2 separate regions of the Mus musculus genome follow, and region 1 is linked to region 2. The links are chromatin contacts, called in public HiCAR-type maps. All regions are on one chromosome and are shown on one strand. The core of a region is the stretch at or near the end of the contact, and the rest is flanking DNA. Distances in the headings are between cores, read along the strand shown. Region 1 overlaps Fam169a (family with sequence similarity 169, member A). Region 2 overlaps Ankrd31 (ankyrin repeat domain 31).

What was found. HiCAR-type assays count read pairs that join an accessible place to other places.
Region 1: a HiCAR-type map of kidney shows a contact between it and region 2, with 4 times the contacts expected there. The contact joins two enhancer-like sites. A contact is called at or near these places in 1 of 484 Hi-C or Micro-C datasets (nephron progenitors) and 1 of 115 datasets of contacts at active chromatin or transcription factors (kidney).

The regions. Positions count from the first base shown.
Region 1 is chr13:97,105,731-97,110,981 of GRCm38.p6, reverse strand. It overlaps Fam169a (family with sequence similarity 169, member A), which reads right to left. Exons shown (of 13, transcript NM_001100458.1): 6 at 3,849-4,028; 7 at 831-959. Among named protein-coding and RNA genes, the nearest start is that of Nsa2, 30 kb to the left of the region's middle. Within about 2 kb of position 3,036, at least 3 of the 459 cell types and tissues checked have an H3K27ac peak or open chromatin away from gene starts, as enhancers often do. A contact at or near this core is called in kidney, where this site is marked.
Region 2 is chr13:96,791,874-96,797,370 of GRCm38.p6, reverse strand. It overlaps Ankrd31 (ankyrin repeat domain 31), which reads right to left. Exons shown (of 26, transcript NM_001370928.1): 8 at 1,072-1,632. Among named protein-coding and RNA genes, the nearest start is that of Ankrd31, 46 kb to the right of the region's middle. Within about 2 kb of position 4,085, at least 6 of the 459 cell types and tissues checked have an H3K27ac peak or open chromatin away from gene starts, as enhancers often do. A contact at or near this core is called in kidney, where this site is marked.

The DNA of each region.
Region 1 (5,251 bases), core at 1,787-4,286, 310 kb before region 2:
GTAAGCCAGACTGGCCTAGAACAAAGAGACCCACCTGCCTCTGCCTCTCGAGTGCTGGGATGAAAGGTGTGCACCATGCCTGGCATTGTCTTTTGTGTTGTACTTTTACCTTTCAGGCGTATTTAATGTATGAATATTTTGCCAGTATATATGTAGGTATAACGTGTACCTGGTGGCCAAGGAGGTCAGGTGTCAGATCCCACGGAACTGGAGTTGTAGAGATGGTTGTAAGCCACCACATGGATGCTGGCAATTGAACCCAGTCCTTTACAAGAGCCACAACTGCTCTCAACTGCTGAGACATTGCTCCAGCCCCCTCTACACCTCTTTTTTATTAGTGACTCAAAAGCAAAAGCACAATAAAAATTCCAAATTTTAAGAGGGTCTGTGTGATGGTAGTATATGCTCAGCCCAGAGAGCGGCACTATTAGAAGGTGTGGCCTTGTTGGAGTGGATGTGACCCTGTTGGAGTGGGTATGTCACTGTGGGTGAGGGCTTTAAGACTCTCATCCTAGCTGCCTGGTCGTGAGTCCCCTACTAGCAGCCTTCAGAAGATGTAGAACACTCAGCTCTGCCTGAACCATGCCTGCCTAGATGCTGCCATGTTCCCACCTTGATGATAATGAACTGAACCTCTGAACCTACGAACCAGCCTCAATTAAATGTTGTCCTTTGTAAGACTTGCCTTGGTCATGGTGTCTGTTCACAAGAGTAAAACCCTAATTAAGACAGTCTGCAACCAGAAAGATCACAACACTGCCCTGAGGTATATAAGACACGACCACCATTGGGTGCTGTTTTTAAAAGTGTCCCATATTCTACAGTCTTACCTGTAGCTTTAATAGCCTCTCTCTGCAATGCTCGGGTGACTGGTACTCGCTGATGCCAATGACCCACACCTTCAACTTCCCAAAGAAGTTCATGATCTCCTGGATACTTTTCAAAGTATTGCTTGGAAGCTGCAAAACACATTTAACAATGTCCTAGAAATCTCAAATGGCAAAAAGAACAGAGGAAAGAAAGCTGTCCAGGTACTCAGTGAGGAGCATGACCTTTGCACCAGAAACATGACCAAGGAACCTCAGAGTGAACAATAGTCGTCTCAGTCAGGGAAAATCTTGAGGCTGGAAAGATGGCTTTGTGGTTAAGAGCATTTGTTGCTCTTCCAGCGGACCTGAGTTTGGTTCCCAGAAGCCATATGATGGCTCAAAACCATCTGTAACGCCAACTCCAAGGGATTCAATGCCCTCTCTGGCCTCCACAGGCACTGGCACTCACACAGTACAGATACATGGGCCAAACAATCACTCATATAAAATGATAAATGTATCTTTTTTAAAAGTAAAAATGTTACATTTCAAATAACAAGTTTAAATGAAAAATATCTAAAGAATGTCAGTACATATGCAAAAGGAGTCACTATGTGATGTTTAAAATGATACTACACAAACATTTGACCGTCTGTCAAAATAAGTCACAAAAAAGAGGCCAAAACTGCAGTGACATGTATCGTAAAGCCTTTGTGTCTGGCTGTAAGTGAAATGTCTCGGCAAAATCTTTGCTATGTCTGAGTGAGTCAGTAAAGGCTGAGAAACTGTTTCGAGATTGTTTGACCCTCAATGAAATGTTGTCTCTCTGGAAATCCTGCACTTGGTGCCCTCTGCTGTACCAACTCCTGGCAAACCTCGAGTTCTTTCTTTGATTCTGGCCATGGTCAAAGGGACTGAGACTCGTGTGGGTGGTTTGCTCTCTCAGGCAGCAAGGACAAGAGAACTTTGGTACTTGAAACCTTTCTCAGCCCCAATTAACCTTGTATAATGTTTGAAAAGAGTTAAGTGGAGTGAGCCAGCATGGTGTCAGTCTTTTCCAAGAAGGCTGAACCCCTCTGCTTCTTCAAAAAATGAAGGCTTAGCACTTTGGTGAGCTTCTCTCTACTACAGTGTGTACAACCATCATCAAACAATATCCATCACTTATCTGCTAACACTGGGCTGATCTAACTAGAACAGATAACTCAGAGTGAGGTCTCAGGGCCTTCACACTGTGCAGACAAAGTTCTGGATACAGTAATGGCACATATACAGCACTGTGCACACCTCCACAGAACATACGTATTAAATGACAAATATCACCAGAATTATAAAGACTGGTTAATAAAAACAACCACAAAGCACATAATACTTTAAAAAGTTAGGACACGCAAACATGACATCATGAGAAAGAAGGGTGCACGGATTTCAGGAGGTGAACTGTCAGGGGGGCAAAGGCAAAGAAAGGGGAGGTGGAATTGCTACAGCTCCAAAGGGAAGATGAACTGCATAGAGAATGAACTGTACAAACCCCTGTATCGAAAATGCTGTTTCCAATTTCAGAGTTATTCCTATTTTAAATACTTTGCATACACTTTACTATTGGGCATACTGAAAATTAAAAATGCTCTGAAACATGCAACTTTTTGAACGACATATGCTTAGTAAGTTCCAGACCTGGAGCAGTTTCCATTTTGGTGAAGCATGCTCAGCCTATGTAATTCTCATTAAAAACAAACTGTTGTCAAATCTGCATCCTGAATACAAGAATAGCAGGACACCATTCTATCAGGTGAACAAGTGATGAGTATCCAGTGCAAGTCCATAGACTGACTGGAACTGGGCACTGTCCAGTCCTTCTCTCCAACTCTAAAGCTGTGCCTGGGTGTAATAAGGAATAGCACTTGTAACCAAGGAACCTCTCACGCACATGTGTAAATGGTCACCAAGGCCAGTCTGCAGTCACAGGTAGGTATCTCTTATGCCAAATGCTTGAGACAGAAGGTTTGGATTTCTTCTCAGATTTTTGTTTTTTGTTTTTTTTCTTCGAGACAGGGTTTCTCTGTATAGCCCTGGCTGCCCTGGAACTCACTCTGTAGACCAGGGTGGCCTTGAACTCAGAAATCTGCCTGCCTCTGCCTCCCCGAGTGCTGGGATTAAAGGCGTGCGCCACCATGCCCAGCTCTTCTCAGATTTTTAATATTTGTCAACCTTAACTACAAAGCCATCCATGCCTTTAACTTCTGGTCAGCTGCCTGCCCATTTCTCCTCTGCTGACCCTAAGTCACAGGCATGGCTTTCAGTCTTCCATTTCTCTCTCTCTCTCCTAGCAGCTGCTGGGACTCGGGGCTTGGCAATGGTTTAGTTTTTCTCTCAAATTCTCAAATTTGACTCTCAAGCTTCCTTCTGAGTCTGTTTTTAAATTTCTAATAAAGGACTAAGACCCTTAAAAGGAAATTCTAACTCCTCAGTAATATGTGACTTATTCATATGTGTGAAAGACAGAATAAACTGGCAGGAAACAAAACCAAAATAAAAAAAAAATTAGTGCTGCTATACAGAAACTGCAAACTCTTTTTTTAAATGTGGTTCTTTTACATGTATGGGTTTTATCTGCATGTATGTCTGTGCACTATGTGTGTATCTGCTGCTCATGGAGGGCAGAAGAGAGACTAAATATAAATAAATAAGCAAGCAAGCAAGCAAGCAAGCAAGCAAGCTTTGGGAGAAAAAAGAAGCCTTGCAAAAAATGTTACAAACTCCTTGGCTGCCTCTCAGAGCCTGGAGGTTAAGACAAAAGGATCGTTATTTCAAAGCCAGACTAGCCTGTCTCCATTTAAAACATTTTAAAAAATAAAAAAAAATTATCCTCTATATAACAACTAGATACCATAAAATAAAATTACACTTGTAAAGTTAAGTCCTAGAAAGTAAAAACTTTCAAACTCATTTAAAACTGGTAATATACATTTACAATATTCTGGAGAAACAAACTTTAGGTGACACCAAGTTTAACATTTTCCAGCTCAGTCCACTCACCTGTGTACATGAGAGAAGACAGTGGGTACCGTAAGCCAAGTGCATCTTCTGTAAAGGAATCAACAAAATCTTCCAGCATATGAAGCCCCAAATCTTTTCCTCTGTATTTCTTCCTTATAAACATTGTATCAAGAACTGGCAGTTGGTAATTCTGAGTAAGAAATGAGGCACATAAGCTTCCTGCAGCAGTAAGAGAAACCAAAGAATTTTACACAGTAAGTTACATGGACATTTAGTAAATACGAGTTAACATTTCTGAAAATAGCTTTTCCCTTAAGTAAAAAAGCACACCAAAAATGTGTATATTCTTTAATAAAGTATATTGTAACTTTTGTTATACTCTATAATGTATGTGTGATAATAAGAATAGCTGTTATTTTATGTTTGCCAACAGTAATATAGGACAAGTAGCTTACTAACATTTCATGACGTACATACTTGGCTATGACTATATGTATATTACACTCTATCTTTAGACATAACCTAACCTTCTCTATCTGCTCCACGAACTGAAACAGCTAAAACCATGAGCCAAAAATAAATACTTTCAATTGCTTTTGCTCAGATATATGGTCACAGCAACAAAAGTCTGACTAGAACACTATACAAGGAAATCCTATTTGGTCATAAGAAGAAATGAAGAGTTGGATTAGAGAAATGGCTCACAGAGTCAGGGATTGGTTCTCAGCACCCATATGATGGCTAACAAACATCCATAACTCCATCCCACCTCTGATCTCTTAGGGCACAAGACATGCACACGGTACACATACAGGCAAGCAAACAAAACAGTAATACAGATATAATAAATCTAATTTTTCCAAAGAGGTGAAGTACTGATACATACTACAATATATTATATGAGACTTGGAAAAAGACTATTAAGCCGAAAGAAAGAAAGAAAGAAAGAAAGAAAGAAAGAAAGAAAGAAAGAAAGAAAGAAAGAAAGAAAGAAAAGCTAGATACAAGCCACACAACATATGACCTAGATTAATTCATAGATTAATCCATGGATTCATGGTTGCCAAAGGCTGGAAATAAGAGTGACATTTGTATATAGATTTTCTTGTTTTGTAATAATAAAAATGATACAAAACTGGTAAAATATGATACATTTGAAATGTGTAAATTTTGTGGTATATGAATATGCAACTTATTTAAAATATAAATAAAATAGCAATGTACACATTTGATGTATACCATTTATAATCAAATTCTGCAGAGACAAGTCTGAAAGTATGTTCCTTCAAGCTTACACATGTTCTCAGTGAATCTTGACATCCGCTTGTCCAGTCTCTCTGAGCCAAGCGCCCCGCACTCACCCCTGGTCCTTCCTGCAGCCTACAACAGTCCATCAGAAAGCCTGCAGCAGGAGCAGCAACAATGCCTTGGGCCTTGTTTCC
Region 2 (5,497 bases), core at 2,836-5,335:
ATAAAATAAACTTACAAGGAGAAGTCACTGAAGCTGCACCAAACTGTTAACAACGTTTAGAGAGTGAATCTATAGGAGATTTTGTTACCATCCTGTTAGACAATCTTGTAATGCATGACATGTTCTTTTTGGTTTTGACTGATCTGAGACAGGGTTTTACTAAGGCCCCATGCTGGCCTTGAACTCCTGAACTGTTGACCCTGCTGCCTCAGCCTCTCTAATTACGTATGTAACACCATACTTGCCTTTACTTAATTTTATAATAATGAGAATACAAACTGTCAACGTGAAAAGGGAACTTGGCACTTGTTATACATCTACAGGGCCTCAATGCATAATGCTGTAGGAATCCTAAAACCACAATCTATGGCGTTTTACTCTTATTCCAAATAGGGCTCAAAGAAGGCTTAATCCCCATTGTTTGATTGGGTTGTTTGGTTTTTTGGTGATTAACTTCTCGAGTTCTTTATATATTTTGGATGTTAGCCTCTATCTTGTGTGGGGTTAGTGAGGATTCTTTCCCACTCTGTTGGTTGGTGATTTGTCTTATTTACTATGTCCTTTGCCTTACAGGGGGCAAATTTCCTAAACAGAACTCCAATGGCTCATGCTCTAAGATCAAGAATTGATAAATGGGACCTCATGAAACTGGAAAGCTTCCTCCATGTCCAGTTGCAGGGCTCCGTATCTACTCCATACTCAGGTAAATATAGTAATATCCTAAACAAAGAGAAATTTCTGGTAAGAAATTCTTTCCTATTACACTAGAAACTATTGATATGCCTTCTTATGTAGGTTGGGGAGAAAATAATTTTATCTTAATTCCTTGTAAATTCTACCCAGTACTTCTAAAAAGAGCAATCTACGCATGAAGGTTATCTTTCACCAATACCTTCTAGATGTTGGTAACTGGTGAGATGATTAGAATTTAACACACTAAAGATTATTACAGGTCACTACAAAAATTAGCTTCAGATATTCGTACTTGTATAACCACCTGTCCTACTGACAGATGGTGGTTTCACAACCTGAATAACCTGAACTATTTAAATAGTAGAGTAATAAATTCACCTGTGCTATTTGTGTACAATCTTCATCTACCTGAGACATGATGGGCTGCACTGCTAAGCATCCATTTCCACCACTAACACTGCTGCTTTTCTCTTGTCCTTGACAGCTGGGTCCCACATCAGCACCTGTGTTGACAGCTGCCAGCAATTTAGCTGGCAATGCAGCATCAGCCTTGTTTTCTAGTTCATCTCTACCCTGTGCTGCCCAGGCATTCAAAGGGACAGATACAGAACCCAAGGAGTTGCTCAATGTGCTGAACAACTCTTGAGGATTGAAGTCATCCATTACTTCAAGCAGTCTTTCTTCTTGGGTACATTCTGATGATTCTAGTAACTTTTCTAAAGTAGACACAAATGTTTCAAGAGAGCTTTCTTCATCTTTGGTTTCTTTAGATGTCATAGTCTGTGTTACTTCCTCTCCAGGCTCAGAAAGTGTGTTTGGTACTGCTAAGGTCTTCACTGGCTCTGTTAATCTCTCCTTTAATGCAACCAAATCAGGTGCCACAGGAGAAGTCCCTGAGAGAAGACTTACTTCAGGGGAATCTGAGTTTTCTCTTAGTTCCTGTGTGTTACATAAAACAAAGCAATATTTAAAATTAAAAGTTAGGTTTAGAACTCATTTTTATATTAATTTATTTTTTTACCAACTTTCTACTTCATCTATATTACTTTCCTGTATGAAACCAATAATGCCTGAATACATGGTTAAATATTTAACCAAGAGTGGTTAAATGGACCAAGAGCAACATTGGCTAGATCACAGATCACAAATTAATCTTCAACTACGCTTTAACCATCTGTTCCAACAAACAGATGTTCTAGTTAGTTAAATTAACAAATGACCTCAATATGTCACAGCCTAAGTAATGCGAGAAAATTCTTGCCAAATGTTTCTCTCAGTCATAAAATTATAAAATTGATACCACTTCACCTTCTGAATGTATATGCAAATGTGAAATGAGAAAAGAACAGGAAACCAGAGAGGAAAACCGAAGAGATGAGGATGCAAGTGTATGAAATCTTATGAATCCTGACTCTAAACTAATAACCCAAGGTTTTTGTTGTTTAAACATAAAACTTTCCCAGGGAGTTATTTTCAAGAGCAATGCCCTAACAGGTTGTATTTGTTCTTACAAAGTTTTGAATGTCCAATATCAGAATTACTTTTAAAGTTGCTATCCAAATTAGCTACTATGTTACTCAGGAAAATAATGTACTTTATAGGTATTGAAAGTTATGGTTTTCAATCATGTTGGTTGTTCCCCCACAACATATCTCCTACCTCTCTGGCAGGATGCATTATCATCTCCTAAGACTGCTAATAATTTGTTCTAAGTTGAACAAAAGAAGTAAGAAATTAATATATTCTATGTACTACCATTTTATCCAATATCTAGCATATAGAGCTTAATAAAATAAATTTATAATTGTAATGCTAACTATATGTATTTTCCAAAACATGCTGTCCAAAGGTTTTAAAAGTGTTTTTCTCAGATGATCTATTGGGAAATATTGATTTAACCAGTGAAAAATATCAGAGAATAAGCAATTACTTTGATCAATTTTATCAGTTACTTGCCACAGATCCAAAGGAAAGGAAGAACTTGAGGCATGAATAAATGATAAAGAAGGGAAATAACAACATATATTTATTCAAACACAACTAGGTGCCAGGCCAGAAGTCACTGCTCATGGTTCTCACAATAATTCTTTGAAACACCTGTCAGTATTTTATAGATGTTAACAAGAGCTGCCTTTGAAGCCACATCCACTCAAAATTTTATTCCTATTTCCTTGCCCTTTGGCTTGTAAGTTTATAAAAAAAAGCTTGGTAACTGGATATATAAGAGGCACAGCTGAAATGATGTAGCTGGATAAGATAGGGTGAGCCTAGGAGATCTGAAGCAACTTGGTATCTTGAAAAAGGATTTGAGTTCACTGTGGGCAGAGCCAATTCACAGCTCCAAGTGGAAAACAAAGACAAAGTAGGCCCTTGAAAAACATTAGCAACAAGACAATGAGAATGCAAGCTTGAAATAGGAAAGAAATGAGATTAACCTTAAAAACAAAAAGGTTATGCTCCATCATCTAGGTACATGTAATAACAAGTTTTACATTCCTCTATATGAAGTATAAGGGACTTGTCATAGTGGGTAAGGAACACAGATCAGAATTACCAAAATTATTAGAGGTCAGGAAGAATAATATATACATGAACAGATTTTTAGACAAAGATTCTCCTTCACCAGAAGGCACCACACAAGATCACAAGGCACGGAAGGAACTAATAATCCTACTCAGCTATGACACCGATGAACCACAACAATGACCTGCCACACCCACTCCAGTGAAGTCTGTGTGACAGGCCTAAAGGCTTGGATGCAATCTCGAGGCAAAGAGTTTGACAGAAACTTAGCCTCCTGGAACCTTGGCATTCCCATAGCAAGAATGCTCCTAGCCTGTCCCTGCATTATTCGGGTATATGGATCTGTGTGCTTTCTTTCAGTATTTTATATTTTATATTTCAGTATTGCCTCCAAGAAATGATTTTACAAATACCTAAATCAGGTTGAACTTTACTCCCTGGCTTTTTTACTCCCTGGTTTTCACCAATGTCCTAGGCAGTCCTTGAGCTGACCCTGGTCTTGGAATTTCATAAGAATGTCATTCATGCAGACGAAATGCCTCAGTGTTGACAGTTAGTAATCAGGCATCTCAGATTGCCAGACAGGAGTTAGAAATCTCAGGGCAAGCTTAGCAATGTATACTTAGAATCTTCATTTCAGCCAGGTATAGCAGACTACATTGCATATTAGAAGAAAGTTGTTGAGTTCTGACAAATGGAGACTCCCTACAGATACTTAAAAGAGCAGCCAAGTTACTCATATATGCAAGAATTTACCATGGCCTAGGAAAAAGGAGGGTTGTGGTTTAAGGAAGAACTACAGTATTGCATTATTCATGAAAGGTCTGCTAGAGCAGAACCCACTGGTGCAAGCTTTCACAAGGTTCAAAGGAATAGCATAAATTGTGACTAGAGTGTGAAATCCTCACCTGGGCCCTGTCATTAGCTGACTCTAGGCAGGGCTGTTTTTATCTTAACTGTAAACATTGCCTGGTTCTTGCCAGTGTTGTGAAGGCATTTCTCTGTTTTGTGTCAGATAACTTCAAAGTACCTTGCCTGCTGTGACACCTAACTTCTTTGTTTTCTTCTGTAATATATAAATCTGATGCTAACTTTGACAAAATTACATTCAGGTACAACACTTCCTTGTGTCTATGTCTGTTTGTCACCCTTTCACCGACTCTTGCCCACCTGTACCGGGACCCTGATTTCCCCTGCGGATCGAGGGCCTGACTGAGGCCAGTCCACAGCAATGACCAGCATGGCACAATAGCCCTAGGGGTGCAGTATCTGCACTCATACATTGGTGGCAACCAATAGCTCTCTAGTTGGACATAAGACCTGTTCAACAAGAGGTCCCTGTACTAGAGACTTAGACAGCTATCCAGAGCCGATGAGTCATGGGTCTTACAGCAAAGTACACCTGGCACTTTACTAAACCAGCATAATTCCTAAAATTTTAAATATTTATAAGTGTAGTTCTCACCCCTCATCAAAAATTTCTCTTTTCAACAAAAGGAGAAAAATTACAGAAAAACAAAATTGATTAAAATGTGGAGAACAAGAGATTGTGTGAACCCAGTCCCAACAAATAGATCTACATGCCAACAGCTGCACTTAAGGCTCAGGGATCATTGCAGAAGAGAGGAAAGAGATTATAAAGCTAGAAGAGGAGGGAGTTTGTGAGATTGTGTCTCCTAGGAATGTCAGAAAGGCTATACCCAGAAAGTTTCACAAAGAAGATCTGAGCAATGATGACACCACTGAGCATGTTAACATGGAAGGGGACAGTTTGTGGGTTCTCAACCCTAAACAAGGAACTACAGACAACTGGGAAATGCAAGAGTGGAAGGAATGGTCTTTCCCAGGGAGTCAGCTCTGAGGTCATACACACACTGGTAACATTACACAAACTGAGCAGTACAATCACATACACAGGAACTCATACACACATACAAATTTGAACTTCTGACCTTTCTGAGTGTTGGGAGTTATAGGTCTGCATATTTGCAGGTAAAAACAATTTTTTTTAAAAAGGCCATGAATTTGAGAGAGAGCAAGTAGAGTGCATGGGAGAGGTTGGAGGGAGGAAAGAGTAGGAGAAATGATATAATTGTATTATAGTTTCAAAAATATTATAGCCGGGTGGTGGTAGTATATACCCTTTAATTCCAGCACTCTGGAGGCAAAGGCAAGTGGATCTTTTTGAGTTCAAAGCCAGTCTGGTCTACAGAGTGAGTTCCAGGACAGTCAGGGCTACAAAGAAAGACCCTGTATCAACATGTCCCCCGCCAAACCTACA